Regions from separate parts of the Mus musculus genome. Here region 1 is linked to region 2. A link is a contact called in public Hi-C data. All regions are on one chromosome and are shown on one strand. The core of a region is the stretch at or near the end of the contact, and the rest is flanking DNA. Distances in the headings are between cores, read along the strand shown.

The links. Hi-C and Micro-C count contacts between places; a contact is called where the count stands out from the background.
Region 1: a contact with region 2 is called in a Hi-C map of ventral hippocampal neurons, with 2.0 times the contacts expected there. The contact joins two enhancer-like sites. A contact is called at or near these places in 6 of 484 Hi-C or Micro-C datasets (embryonic stem cells, forebrain, nephron progenitors and 1 more) and 3 of 115 datasets of contacts at active chromatin or transcription factors (embryonic stem cells, kidney and pancreatic cancer cells).

The regions. Positions count from the first base shown.
Region 1 is chr12:110,224,603-110,231,718 of GRCm38.p6, reverse strand. Gm40576 (a long non-coding RNA gene) reads left to right here. Exons shown (of 3, transcript XR_001780704.2): 2 at 479-4,102; 3 at 5,993-7,116. Among named protein-coding and RNA genes, the nearest start is that of Gm40576, 9.2 kb to the left of the region's middle. Within about 2 kb of position 3,533, at least 11 of the 459 cell types and tissues checked have an H3K27ac peak or open chromatin away from gene starts, as enhancers often do. A contact at or near this core is called in ventral hippocampal neurons, where this site is marked.
Region 2 is chr12:110,043,871-110,051,262 of GRCm38.p6, reverse strand. Gm34719 (a long non-coding RNA gene) reads left to right here. Exons shown (of 3, transcript XR_873006.3): 3 at 4,440-4,835. Among named protein-coding and RNA genes, the nearest start is that of Gm40574, 23 kb to the right of the region's middle. Within about 2 kb of position 3,597, at least 10 of the 459 cell types and tissues checked have an H3K27ac peak or open chromatin away from gene starts, as enhancers often do. A contact at or near this core is called in ventral hippocampal neurons, where this site is marked.

The sequences.
Region 1 (7,116 bases), core at 2,284-4,783, 180 kb before region 2:
CAAGGGGAGACTGTTAGACATCGGAGGGAACCTAATGTTAGATTCCGAGACAGATTAAAGAGACAGGAGAATGACCTCCATAGGCTGGACTGTTTATTTCTAACAGCAAGGGACAGACACAGAAGGAGAGGGGTGTCTGCTAAAGAGAAAGGGGATACTTGGGGTTTATGTGGGAGAACTGGGGAATGGGATGTTAAATGTGGCTTCTGGACCATGTGCAAGGCTGCAGTTTCTCTCTCCTGGAGTTGTCTGTCCAGACAAGGCTGTTTTATCTTTACAAACTGCGTTGCGCGAGCTATCAAGATGTGGGTCATAGTGGGCTTGGCGATGTCAGTGAGGGGAACAGGGCTAGAGTTTCAACACAGGGCTTAGTCAGGCTCTAGAAGAGCTGGTTCAAGGCTTGCTTACCCCAACAGAGACCAGGTAGAAAGCAGTTTCAGAAGAGATTTGGGGATTCTTCTTTTTTTTTTTTTTTCAGATCCTCATAGTTCAGACGGAACCCAACTTAAAAAACAGTTAGAGAGGACCAAACTTAGAAAGGAGGAAAAGTGGGGAAGAAGTTTAGCATCCACAGGCATGCATTCTCATCGTAAGTACACTGCACCACGAACAGGGCAGGAGTGATGGCCTCAGGCTACACTGCTTCTCCCTTGGTCCTCAGCCTGTGGGCAAGCTGGAATCTCCTGGCTGTCATGTGGTGTGGTACCCGGCAGCCTCTGCATGTTTACCCGCTGTGAGCACAGCCCTGGGAGGCAGAGCCTGTCTGTACTTTGGAGCTTCTTTCCCTGGTAGATCCTCCCAGAAGCCAATCAACGCTGGAGCGTGGAGCCGGGTACACACTCTGGTCTGTTCATACTCATCTCTGGCATGGAGGCTCTGAAGTTAGCGGTTAGTAATCTATTCCAGAGTCTAGCTGGAACATTTCACAGCCCTGGCTAGAGAGAGGTGGGCCAGGCACAGGTACCTTGGCATGTTGCCTCTGTGTGTGTCCATCTGTCCTTCCCATAGGGACCATCTTCATCAACATGATGCCAAATGCTCACAGGGCTGACTGCTAAGGCCAGTCTGCTAAGGACTGTGCTTCTCTCTTGACCTCACATCGCCTCGACGTCTCTGCTTGTGACAGACAGAAAGACAGACAGACAAGCTTATCTCACTTTAGAGAGATGGAGTTTGGAGCTGGTAGAGGTTACATCACATGCCGGAGATCATCCAGCTGGGGTTAGCAGAGCCTGGAGGCCACCTTATGTCACCTGACTCCAGACACACGTGTGTGCCCCTCCCCTATCCCAAGTTCCTAAGGCTAGGGGAACTCTGCGGGTTTCAAGGCAATTTCAGATGTGTCCGGACAGCTCTTTTATATAATGGCACATTTTTTTTCATGTGTATTAGAAAAAAATATTCCAACAAATTTGGATTTTTATTGAGAGTGTTGTCTAGCAGAAGGCAGGTTTAAAACTTGAGACTATTTTGGATTGAATCTAAGGAAAATATTAAGTAGAAAGCGGTGGAAATTGGAGGATGGCGAAGATTAGCCTTGAAATAAGATGTACTGCTGCACAGAGCCACCTCTGCCAGGCACCCTTGCGCTCCTCCAGGATCCCACATGCCCGTGTCCCTGTTCCTCATACCTTAAAGCCCCCTGCTCACCCCCAAAGGCTCTCACATGTCCTGTGTGGTCCTGGGTTGACTTTACTCTCTGTGTTGCATCCTCTGCTATCTGCCATCCGCTCCCTCCACCCCCAACGTAGCCATCTTGGTTGATCTGATGGACTGTACTGACCCAGCTAGCCCATTCTTTCTCAGGACTTCTGGATTTGCAATTCTCATACCCCCCCTTTTCCTCTGGGGATCCTCCTTCTCCCAGGGCACCCCCAAAGGCCCTTTCCTTTCTATCAACCTTAAAAGTCTGCTGTTCCTTAGACTCCTCTTTCGTTCTCACTGGGTCACCTTTCATTCTCCCAGCCAGTCTCACTGCCGCCTTTGGTACCCACTGCTAAGCATCAGTGGTCAATCCCTTCCCTTACACTCTCGGGCCATTTTCTGACGTCCAGACCTGTATTGCCTGCTGGGCACCTCCTTTCAGTCACTCTACAGTGCCCGAGTCTGGGCTGGTGTATCCCGACTCCCAGTAAAGACACAGGCACACTGGCTCTCCCACAGTATCCTCTACCACCCTCAATGGCTTCACTCAGTGCCAGTGTCTTCCCCAAGCTCCCTCTGAAGCCCATGTCCAACATGCTGACATCTCTCCATCTCTCTACCATTGCTCCAGTTCAAGGGCATTTGTTCTTCTACTTGCTTGGACCCAGAGTCCTAGCCAGGATAGAGTCCTGTCTTTATGAAGACCTCCTTCACCTGTCTCTGCTTCTCCCTGGATGGGATTCTGCAAAGCTCCCTGTTTGGGCTCTTTGTTCTGAGCTCTGGGAGGGGCCGTGGCAAGTCTTGCTGCCCGACACTCACTGTAGGTTAAGTGCTAATTTCCCTCAGAGGCCACAATGGTGTGGACAGGGTCCAGGTTCTCCTGGGGCAGCTTCACAGTGCCAGCTCAGCCCCTATGCTTCTCATGGCCCTGCTGATCCGCAAGTGACTTCTCCGTGCCATCTAAGATGAGCCTTTCTTTCATTTCCTGCCCTGAGAAGGTGAGAACAGGGTCAGAGGGCATTGCCCACACCCAGTGATCAAATGTGCCATGTGACCAACCTAGATGCTTAAGGAGGACAGAAGGTACTACTATTTTTGGTTGGGAAACTACATGCCTAACCACCCCTTTGTCCTCCTTTAAAAACTGTGTTTTAATTTTATTGTGTGTATGTGGCCTATGTACCTGTATGGGTGCGTGCATCCATATCTGCACTTTAAGAGGCCAGAGCAAAACGCCAGCTATCAATCAATCACTGCCTTATTACCTTGAGAAAACGTCTTCTACTGAACCCAAAGCTCTCCTTTCTAGCTGGGCTGCCTTGCCTCATAGTCCCTGGGTCCTCCTGCTTCCAACATTCTTCCCAAAGCTGGGGTTATAGGTGCAGGCAACCATGCTCCACTTTTTAGTGTGGGCACTGGAGACTCGAACCCAGGTCCACATGCTTTCAGAGTAAGGGCTCTTCCCTGCAGTCCTCCAGCCACTCCTCATATTGCTGCAGAGGATGCAGAGCCCTGACAGAAGCCAATAGGATTCCTTCCCAGGAAAGGAAGGCTGCCTCTGACCAGGGATACCTCCATCTGCACAGCAGAGACATGTCTCTTGTAGGTGGCTGGGAAGACCAAATGCAGTGGCCAACGGGGAGAGCCCTGCGTGCAATCAGATGCGATTGAATGTGGCCCCCATCTGCCTGCTCCTGCTTCAGTCACCTTGGACTTGGCATGTGGGACCTGTGAGTTCTGGGCAGGGTTTTTGAAGCTGTAATGTAATAGGGCCGAGCCAAGGCAGCCCCGTGGCGTCCTGCTTGCTTGCTGTCTTTTCTGTACCACGGCTTTGGCACACAAAGACTTCGGGAGCTTCGGGAGATGAGGCTGGCAGGGGTAGGCGCATTTGGTGCGTGGCAAACCGAACCTGTCAATTCCAGAAGCCTTTGGCACATTGTTGAAGCGACTACATGACTTTGAGAAGTGTCTGCATGTTTTTTCCCCAAGTGCAGTTATTTTTGCTGCTGTGAAATGTTCTGAAATCTGACAGTTTTGTTTTGAGTCTCAGCCCGATGTGAAGACGGAAGGGAACACTGCCTCCCAGTTCTGCGGCACCCGCTTCCCGGGGTCTCCTGAGGACACCCAGATCCTGGCAGAGGTGACCAAGGAGAGGCCTGGGGACTGAGGTTCTGGGGCGAGGGGAGTACACATGCAGGTCAGACCATGCAACCTCTGTGTACCCCCAAAGAATGGCCAGGGGCTAGCTTGGCCAGTGTTCAAGTACTACAGTGTGCTAACATGTCTCCTACCTGATGTTACCCAGTACCCATCCTGTTTCTCGGACCTTCCTCATCAGATGTCCTCTTGTACCTACTATGTGCCAGATTTCCTCCACTAGAAGTGCCTACTGTGTGTGCAGAGTCACAGGAGGACCCTCAGTCACAGACATGACAAGGTTACAGTGCCATGCTTCTAGGTGAGGAGATTTCGGAGGGAACAAGACCCTGGGAGGACAGAAAGGTGGCTTTAACCCACTTCCTCCCCTTAACAGTGGTCTGAGATGCAGGCAGGGTGCTGTGGTGGGGTGGGGTTAACTTAGTGGTCCTCCTGTGAGCTGATACCTACCTTGTCCCATGTCACTGCTCCCCAGAGTTCATCCAGAGACCCCTGTTGTCTTCCCCAACAAGCCAAGACCCTCAGCTCATGGTTGCTGTCTCTGCAGAGGCTGCGTTGTCACAGCTGCTCTGTGACTGTCAGGTCCCCCATCAGCCCAGGAGCTCCACTCAGGTTTCACACGTTTCCAGCTAGCTCTCTCAGTTCCCTCACTGGCTGGTCAGTCCCCTGACTCAGGCATCCCTGGACAGCAACATCTTGCTGACATTTTCTGACCTGAGTCCCACAGTGTTGGGTTTGCGTGCTCCTGAGAGATCACTGGGTACTAAGTATGGTTCTGAGTGCTTCCCTTGCAAGGTCCCATGGAATTGCCACATCCACCCTCGTGGGGCGGGGGATATGCATCACTGATGGAGAGAGCCATCTCTACTTGGGAGATACATTGATCCAGCTACCTAAAGACAGAAGCTCACTCAGACTTTCTGGAAAGAGCTAATCACCTGCTTGCCCCCCTCGGTGATGGCAAGGGCCAAACTCTAGCAACACATTTCATACGTGTACAGGCGTGCACCTCTGTTTACAGCCCGCATTTCCGCATCACCATGGAGACGGATGATGCCGCTTTTTCTTGAAAAGGTAGACATAAAGAATCACCAGCAATCTCACAACAGCTTCCTCCCAGTTAAATAGCACAACACAGAAAACAACCACCACCACCCCCCCCCCCCGACCATGGCAAGCTTCCTTCTTTCCCTCTCCAGCTGACTGTCAGGACCTGTGTGTGCCAGACGCTTGCTGCCTTAAATGCCAGGGCCAGCAACAGTAATGAGGGTCCCAATGGATCTGTGAGCATCATGAGGAAGGTCCATATCATTTTTCTGTGTAAGCCAAGCTGGGGTGCCTAGCCTGCTGCCAGGTCTGGGTACTACGGGCTCACACCATACCCTGTTGCCATCTTCTCCAAAAGGCCTCGCCTGTCCTCAGACCCCACAATGTAGCCTGATGAAGAAGACAGAACACAGCATGTCCAATCACGCCCCGCCGACGAAATGCATTGTGAGGATGTTGGGTGCATCGTCCTAGAGGGTGGCTCTGTAACCTACTGGAGACCAAAAGGGTCCTCTCAGCAAAGAAGGGCAAGTGAATGTTGGGGACACATGATGCACAGTGCCATAGCTTGTCTTACTGGACAACCAATGTCAATGCAGACTCTATCACACTCAGAACCTACTTGGGACCTTTCCTTGGGACAGTGGATAGCTAAGTTTAGGATCTGTAGATGCTTCAAAGCCCCCTCATCACAGCTGGGATAAGCTCAGAAGTGAGCTATCTGACTGCTGGGGACTTGGCAAGAGTGTGATGTTCTCATGGAGGGGACAGGAAGGCAAGTTCAGCAGGACACCCGCCTCAGACACTGGAAGAGCTACCAGCCCTCCACCCTTCTCTATGGCACCCCGTGCCTACACAGGCCTCCTTGAAGTCCACCTTCCTATTCACCCTTCTGTGCTCACTCCCTAAATGGACCTTGCAGAGAAGTATAGTTTTGGCAGAATGCAGCCTGAGGTGTCTCTGGATCCCTTGGTGGGGAGACTGTTATCCAGTGGCACACACGGGGCACCCAGGCCATGACACATGGTAGGGAAGGTTGGTTAGTGGTTTCGCCTGGTTCATTAGACATTAGACAAGGCCTCACTGATGGGTCTCCTCTAGGCCTAGCTCTTTATACTTCATGAATCTTCTCTTTACTTCCCAGGGCTCAGTTCTCCACCAGACCCTTCTCATGGACTCATTGGCCACTCCCTGGATGCTGGCAGAGGAGCTGAGAGACGGCACTCTCTGTGGGCCCTGGCCTCATCTGATGGAGGATGCTAAAGGAGCCAAGGCAGCCTTTCTCTTCTGCTGAGACCGTCTTCAGAGCCGCCTGCTCATATCATAAAAGGAGCCAGTGGCTCTGCCATCCATCTACTCTGAGTGTGTGTGGTCAGTGCCGCTAAGGAGCTAAGCCCCACAGGCCTTCTAAACCTGTAGGTGTTGCTTGATCAAGGATCCATTGTGTACTGTGGACCAATAGCTTTTCCTCTCCCTGTGTCCCCAGGCTCCTTCATGACTACACAGGCCATGGAGGTTGAGGGGACCCAGGGGAGTCTGTCACAGGGCTTTGCATTTAGCACAAAGCTGCCCCTCAGCAGTGGCTGGAGCAGGACAGGAGCATGCATCTTCCTCCTGGCATGCTCCAAACACATGTAGGTCAAGGGGATTATCCTAGCTTGCTTTCTGAGGCTGGGATAAAATACTGACTAAAAGCAACTTGGGGAGGAAAGGGTTTACTTCAGCTACCAGCTTCCAGCTCAGCGTGAAGGGAATCAGGGCAGGACCAGAAGCAGAAACCTGGAGGCAGGAACTGAAGTGGAGTCTTAGTGGGATGCTGCTAACTGGCATGCTCGCTACGGCTTGTTCAGCTTGCTTTCTTATACACCCCAGGCGTGTCTGCCCACATCAATCATTAACTAACAGGCTCGCCTATCACAAGTCTGATGGAGACCCTTTCTCCATGGAGGTTTCATCTTCCTAGATTACTTTAGCTTATGCCAAGCTAACAAAGGTCTAACCAGCACAGGTTAGCAGTAAGACCCCACAGCTGGCCTGTTGTTCTGTTGCCCTCCACAAGGAGCTCAGAACTCATGGACTAAGATGGGAGGTGGGGGGCAGGGGGCATGTTCCTCTTATCCCAACTGCATTCTGGCTAGAACCAGTCAGAAAGGAGGACATGAAGGATGCAGTCCTGTCCCCTCTTTTAGACCAAGGCCCAGAATGTGTAGATGTGAGTCTACTTCTAACCTATGAAGTCTGCCCACTTGAGTGCCTGTGTGCACGATT
Region 2 (7,392 bases), core at 2,348-4,847:
CAGCCTTTATCCCTCTTGGGTCTATTCCCCACCCTCTACTGTCCTTCTCATTCTGGTGTGTGTGAGTGCATGTGTGCACATGTGTGTGTGTGTGTGTGTGTGTGTGTGTATGTGTGTGTGTGTGTGTGTATGTGCGTGTGCGTGCGTGTGCATGTGTGCATGCATGTGTGTGTATATACATATGTGTCTGTGTGTTCCTCTGTGTGCATGCAGGTAAGTGAGCATGGGTAGAGCATTGGCTTGGTGGTGACCAGGTAGCCCAGACTAACTCCTCCAAGTCCTGAGGCTCCTCCCCTCTCTGCCTTCCCAGCTCAGATTATAGGTGCCACCACACTCAGCTTTTTGTATGAGTCCTGGAGTTTGAATTCAGATCCACATGCTTGTGTGACAAGCAATTTTATTGGCAGGGCCATCTCACCCCTCAGGCTGTTTATAAGAGGTCTACTACTTGCACTTCACCCCTGGAGAGATCGCCTTGGATGTGAAGATAAGTGGCCGTGCTGGAGATGCCACAGCTGCTCTTCAAGCGACTTCTTCCTTAGAGAGCTCCTGTTTGTGAAAAAGTCTTTTGGATGTTTGATAAATTCATCAGGGGTAAGGGTGGGTTCAGGGAACAGCCCAGCACCTTTGTTTCTTGTGATATTTTATGAAGACCCCCCCTGGGTTATGGAGAATTCTATTGAGAGAGGAAAAAAGTCAAAAGCTTATAAACAAAGATGCTGATGGTGCTGGGGCCTTTCTTTATAACTGAATAAGCGGTCTTAATTCAATAAAGTGCAATCACAAAAGGCTTAGATTGGAAGTCTCTTGTGTATTTCAAAGCCTGGCTGAAGTATAATGAACCAAATTGATTCCTTCCAAACAAGTGAAACCCATGAAGTAATGAGGAGAAAAAAAAAAAAACTTCCCATGAACAAATATGAAACATTGAAAAAGTACAAGCCGATGTGCCGTTTCCAGCAGAGAAAGGACTAGCCGGCGGAGAAGGAGCCATGGGAGGAAGGTTAAGGGGAGCAAGCCACCTCGACTTTGCTGAGTCCCCATGACTTGCTTTCCTTCTTTTGCTCAAAGCCAGCAGATATCAAATGGAGACCGTAGAGCAGAGGTGGCCCCCAGGTGTCCAAGACTGCAGACATGGGAGAGTCCAGCCATAGCAAGAAAGGCAAGCCTACGTGACCTAGCATGTGACATGTTTCCTGACTGGGACCACTAACCCCACAGCTCCATCCTATTCATTGTATTAGCCTTGGTGATATTTGTTGATAACAATTAGCACTGAGGAAGTGAGCCTGCAGTCCCATATCTTATGGTCATTGGAACATATGTTCCATATCACAGTAAACAGTAATGAATAATTTAAGCTTATTATTATTATCATTGTTGTTAATTTCATCTTGACCAACAGTTGCCTGCAGCAGAAGGCTGAGAAGAGTGGACCTGAACTGAGCTAAGGATCAGGAGAGACATTTCCCTGAGGAAGTCATGTTTAAATACATGATGGATACATATGTATGGGAAAGGTGGAAATTCATGGTAGCTAGCATAACATGCGAAGGACCTGGATGTGGTCAAAGGAAGGCCGAGCTGGGGGGATGGTGGGCAAGGCATGAAGCCTGCCTGCAAAGCCAAGCATCCCAGCTAACATCCTGCGGCAGCAGGGCTTCCCGTCTTCTCCCAGGCACTGTGTCCTTAAAACTCCTCAGATGTCACTAGAGGCTGTGGTGAGCAATTTCAGCTGTAAGGCCTGGAAATGCCTTGGAATAAATGTAATCACTACCCAGGAGCCAAAGATCTTCCTTTGGTCAGCAGCAGCCCAGGGTCCCTCTGGCTGCTTCTTGTTCAACGCATCCTCCGTAGCCATAAAGAGACGATGACAGCGGACTGGAGCTGCAGAGAGCCTTCCTCATGCCTGGCAGCAGTTCCAGATCTGCCATCTGCCCTAGACAACAAGCCCACGTCTTTCTCCTTCTTCTTCCTTCTCTACTTCTTGTTTAGACTGAGCATAAAGGAAGTCATAACCACTGGTGTGCAGAGAGCCACAAGTCTTCTAGGCTACTGCAGAGAGGGAAACCCATCTTAGGACTCTGGCGTCCCACACAGCCTGATCTTGCCCTTCTTCATTCAGGACTCAGCTCTCCAGAGGTGGTGGCCATTTGGGTGGGGTGGGGCTGAGGAGGTAGGGTTGGGGCTCAGATTCCTCAATCCTGCAGGTGTAAGAAAGCTGGCCCAGTGGGCTGGAAATGTAGGGCCTTATATTTGTCCTTACAATCACCTTGGCGTAATGTAACTTTTAAAGATTGCAATAAGCAATTTGGACAGAATCAGGGAGCTTGAAGTGTTGCTCAGGAACCTGTTCTTTTCCCAAGGCGTTATCAGCAACATGCCATATGGTTTTTGCCCAGCCATTCGGCTGCTTCTAGGTTTTGATTCCCAATTGAACAACCGAACTAATAGAATTTGCCACCTCACCAGGGGATCAGAGCAATCCTCAGAGTATCTATAAATGCCTTTGAACTCCTTGGGGGAGGGGGGACATGCAATCAAAATACCACGTGAAATTCATATAAATGTCATCCTAACTCCCGAGCTTCAATTTGAGTGCGGGGATTTCAGGCTTATGTGGATGCGTTTCGTTTATTTTATTATCATGAAAGTTACATGCATATCCTGAAGCTCCGAGTTCTAATTCTTTCTCCCCCCCCCATTTTCTTTCCTTTTTAATTTTATTTTATTTTACTTTTTATGGACTGTACTATCTGCTAGGCTGAGATGCTGAGGCTTCTTTTCCAATTGGTCGTCTTGCATGGCTTTTCTTGAGAGATGAGACGGCTCAGCAGTCAAGAGCGCTTACTGCTCTTGTAGACGACCTGAGTTCTGTTCCCAGCACCTGAGTTGAGTGACTCACAACTGCCTATAACTCCAGCTCTGGGATACCCAGTGCTTTTGACCTCTACAAGTTCCCCCAGTTACAGACAGACAGACCAATAGACAGTCTGTCTGTCTCTGTGTGTGTGTGTGTGTCTGTCTCTGCCTCTCTGTCTCTCTGTCTCTCACACACTCACACACTTTACAAATAAAAATCTCTTTTTCCAAAGCAGTTTGCATGTGAAAGTGTTTCCTTACACATGTCAGCGGAGCCTGTGCAGCATGGCTGCTGAGCCTAGGGTGTTCGTTCTCGGGGTTCCTTGTACGGAAGGCAAGAGCAGATGGTATTTATCGCCCAGTTTTCAGGCTGTGCTTCCTTGTTACAGCTTAATGATCGCATACTGCTTTGCCTTTCTGTGGGGGAACTGAGAATAAGTTTCTCTGGGCAGATCTACACGAGTCTGTCTTCCCGAAAGCCCCGGGTCTGTTTACTTGACTCCCCGATGCATCTGAGTTATACTTAAGTCCTGTGTTTACTGCAGAGATTTTTCCAAAAGGAGAAAAAAGATCTAGCGACCCCAAATTAGTTTAGGAACCAGCGTGTCCCTTGCTTTAAGGAACACGGTAAACATTTCAAAAGAGCATGCCAGCTCACTATCTGACTCTCTGCAGCGACTTCAGAGAAAACAGCAGCAGTTAAGCAATGCGTGCCAAGAGCAAGTCTGGGGGACCGTGTTGATTTGCAGAGAGAAGGAAGGGAGTTGGCTGCTCACTGCACTTCTCCTGGCTCCACACTTGCTGCAGGAAGGCAAAGGTCCACTTCTTAGGGTGTCTTCCTGGGGAGCTGAGGGCCTGCCTCCACCTCTTTGCTGTCAGAGGTTCCTGATGGGTGATGGGTTGAAGGATGGTTGATTCATCCACAGGGCTTCTCCCTATGAGATGGGAAACAGCTCCCCAGGAGAGGAGGCTGAAGAGTGGATGGAGAAAAGCCTTGGAGAACCCGGGCTCAGCCCTTGCCCTAGAGTCTGGACATCTGCTTGGGGTTCGCAGGAAGAGAGTAGGCTTGTGGGGACTGGGACTAGGATACTTTCTCAAGACACCGAAGACCTTTCCACAGCCCTCCCCTCCCGAGTCCCTTTAATTTTTCTGGCTAAACATAATTAACACGTCTCAGGGTTGTTGGCGATTTTGGTTTGTTTATAAAGAACAGGCTTGCTGGTACCCAGGGCCCAATAGAAAAGAACTTGCTCATTTGCCACATATATCTGGGCATCTGGGACAAAAATTTGAGTGTCAGCCCCCACCCTTGGCCCCCAACTGAAAGGCCACCCAACAGCCACTTGAAGCCTGTGGCACTTGTTCCCAGGGCTCCCAATGTGTTCTGTCTCCTCACCACTGGGGAACTGGGAGCCGAGGGCAGCTGGCCTGCCACACACACATACAACACACCTCCTGGTGAGGTTGGAAAAAAATCTTAATTTTGTTTTATAGGTCACAGGTCAGCCCGTCTGTGCCGATTCTTGTAATTGGGCGAGACATGTTTTGTGTGGCCCCAATTACGTCTTTTCTTTCAGGACCCAACGGGAGCCATCAATTAGGACCACGCCGGTGCCTACAGCTGACCTGAACTGTGTGAAGACAGAGCTTCCATGAAATGCCCTGGAATCACTTTGTTCCCAAGGATCTTAATTACAAGGAGTCCTCATGGCAAAGGGATTAAATGGCTTCCGCTCCTTTAGGTCTGTAGCTCCCCACCCAGCCAGTGCTTCCTCCTGTGCTTGGTGTTTCTTTTCCACCTCAGTGTGACAATGCTCTGGAGGCTTCCTGGCAAAGGAGCGCTGAGGAGAACGTGCGTGCGCTTAGGAGCTGCTCTTGACACCGGGACCTTTCCGGAAGTGCTTCCTCTCTGGCAAATCTTTTGCTGAGCAGGTGGAAGGGAGAGGTCCCAACAGTGTTCTGAACTGCTTCATCCCCCCTTCTCCAGCTCCAACGGAACAAATCCCTTGGAGGTAGCGTGACTCAGTTTCCCCAGCTGGAGATCCGGTGACTGGGTGCTAGGCTTAACCCTTTCAGCACAACTTGAGATTGTTTCCAAGAACGGTTGGTGAGTGCTTCATAGGCGTCTTTAGACAAGGCGGGGATGCTCTTGGTCTTGGCTGCGCTCTCCCGCCCACGCCTTCTTATCTATCGTGAGGATCCGTGTGTCAGTAAGGCTCCTGTTCTGGGGGAGGGGACCCAGGGCCCTTCTGCCATTTCTCAGCTACCCCTCCCCACCAGCTCACAGAGCAGGAGCTCTGGACAGAGGTGGCACATTTGCATAGGCGCCAAGGAGGCCCTTCTCTGGAAAGGGGTCAAGACCAGACCCTCTCCCCTTTTGTAGTTTGGTGAGGAACAGACAGGGCACAGTGCTGACTTGGAGCTGTTGGCAGAGACCGGCACCAGCGTTGCCAATGGAGAGCCGGCTCACCGTGAGAGAAATGCAGGGATGGTGTCCGTGGGGCCGCGTGGGATGATGGTTCCCTGCAGTGCCTGCTGGACGCAGTGGGGGTGGGGGGCTCAGTAGGAATGATGGCCACTGTGGGGGATGAAACAAAGAAAGGTTTAGTTTCTCAGTGTGTTAGTGGAGTGTGTTTGCAATCCCCCCACAGAATCTTCTTGTGGCTGGGGGCCAAAACCTGTTAGATGAGATAGACCTTCCTACAAGCACCCACTCTTGTCCCTGTGATAGCCCAGTCATACTTACTGTGTTTGTGTGCATGAGTGTGTGTGTAGTATGTGTGTGTGCATGTGTGTGTATGTGGTGTGTATGTATGTATGTGTGCATGTATATATGTAGTATGTGTTTGTATGTCATTTGTGTGTATATATGTAGTATGTGTGTGTACGTGCATGTGTGAGTTTATATGTGTGTGTGTATGTAGCGTGTATGGTATGTGTTCATACAGTCTAGCCATCCTTGTCAAAGATTCCCTTCCCAGCATTCACAGCCCAGCAGCTTCAGGAATCCTTTTCTTTACTGTCCTCTAGCAGGCTCCTGAGCATCGGGGTGAGAAGCTAAGAAGATGCTTGTGTGGGAAGATACGCAACTCCTGGTCTGAGAAAAGCTAGGTGGTGAGAACCCAGCCATCTGAGTGTTCTGAGTGCATGCTGGTTGTCTGTAAGTCTCTGAGAGGCCAACCCCGCCCTCACACACAGTGGCGAAGGGAGCAGCTATGGAACGTTGAGTCCCCAGTTTTTCCCTAGGGCAGGAAAGTGGACAGTAGAGCAGAAGGCTGGACTTCGGCTCAGTGCGCTGGTGAAATTCCCCTCTGGGGCTTCAGAATGTGGCCATTTTGGGTGGGGACAGTAGCACTGTTGCATGTGTGCCTAGTTAAGAGTAGGTCAAAGCAGTACTGAGTAGCTCTGCTCTGGAGTGACTGTGTCCGTATCTAAGGAGAGACTTAGAGGCAGACATGTGACGGGAGAGTTCTGTGCCAGGCTGCAGATGGAGAGGAGCCTCCTGTCACCAGTTAAAGATGTCCAGAGATAGTGGGCAGGCAGTGGAAGCCAGGAGAAGGGCCTGGCTATCCCTCTGGCCCCAGGAATCTGCTGGGCCCATTCTTTGATCTCAGCTGTGGCTCCCAGAACACATGGCAGTGGCTTGTGGGCCCCGCCTGTCTGTGGTGCTTTCTTTAGATGAACCTGGAAAGCAGGCAGAAAGAGCAGAGCACGGCTTTTCCCTACACACCAAGTCCCAGGGGAGGTCACAGGTACTCCTTTGTCACAGGTCACAGATGTCCTCGGGTCCCATGGGTGGCCAGGGCCAGTGACTTCTCTGTTGGTGCCTCCCTATGCCAACGGTTGGTTCTCAGAAGAGCACAGGCCAATGTGGTGTCCTGTTCCCTTTCACTTGCCTGGCCTCCTCTCAAGGCTTCCCTGGGTGCCACCTCCTGAGCCAGAGGGATCTGGAAGCACAATGTCCCTGTGGGTGGTGGGTGGGGCCAGAACACTGTGACTGCCATCCAGCTCCAAGTAGCCTTGAAAATGTTTGTTTGGAGATCAGGGTGGTTCGTTTTGACCAGAAACGTGACAGGATCTAGAGCAGAGGTTCTCAGCCTTCCTGATGCTGCGGCCCTTCAATATAGTTCCTTGTGTTGTGGTGACCCCCCCCACCATAAAATTATTTTTGTTGTCACTCCATAACTGTAATTCTGCTACTGTTGTGAATCACAGAGTAAATATTTTTGGAGATAGAGGTTTGCCAAAAGGGTTGAGAACTGCTGATCTAGAATCATGGAAAAGACAAACTTCTGGGCTTGTGGAGGAGGGAGTTTCTAGAATACATGGGAAGGCAAGACCCACTCTAACAAATCAGCGTGCAAGTCCCTAAATGAATTAAAGGGAGAGGGCGAGCTGAACACAAGCCCTCTTCTCTCTCTGTTTCCTGACGTGGGTGCCAGGTAAGCAACCCCTTCAGGCTCCTGCCACCAACTTCCCATCATGAACTGTGAGCCAGGATGAGCCCCTCCTTCCTTAAGTCGCTTCACT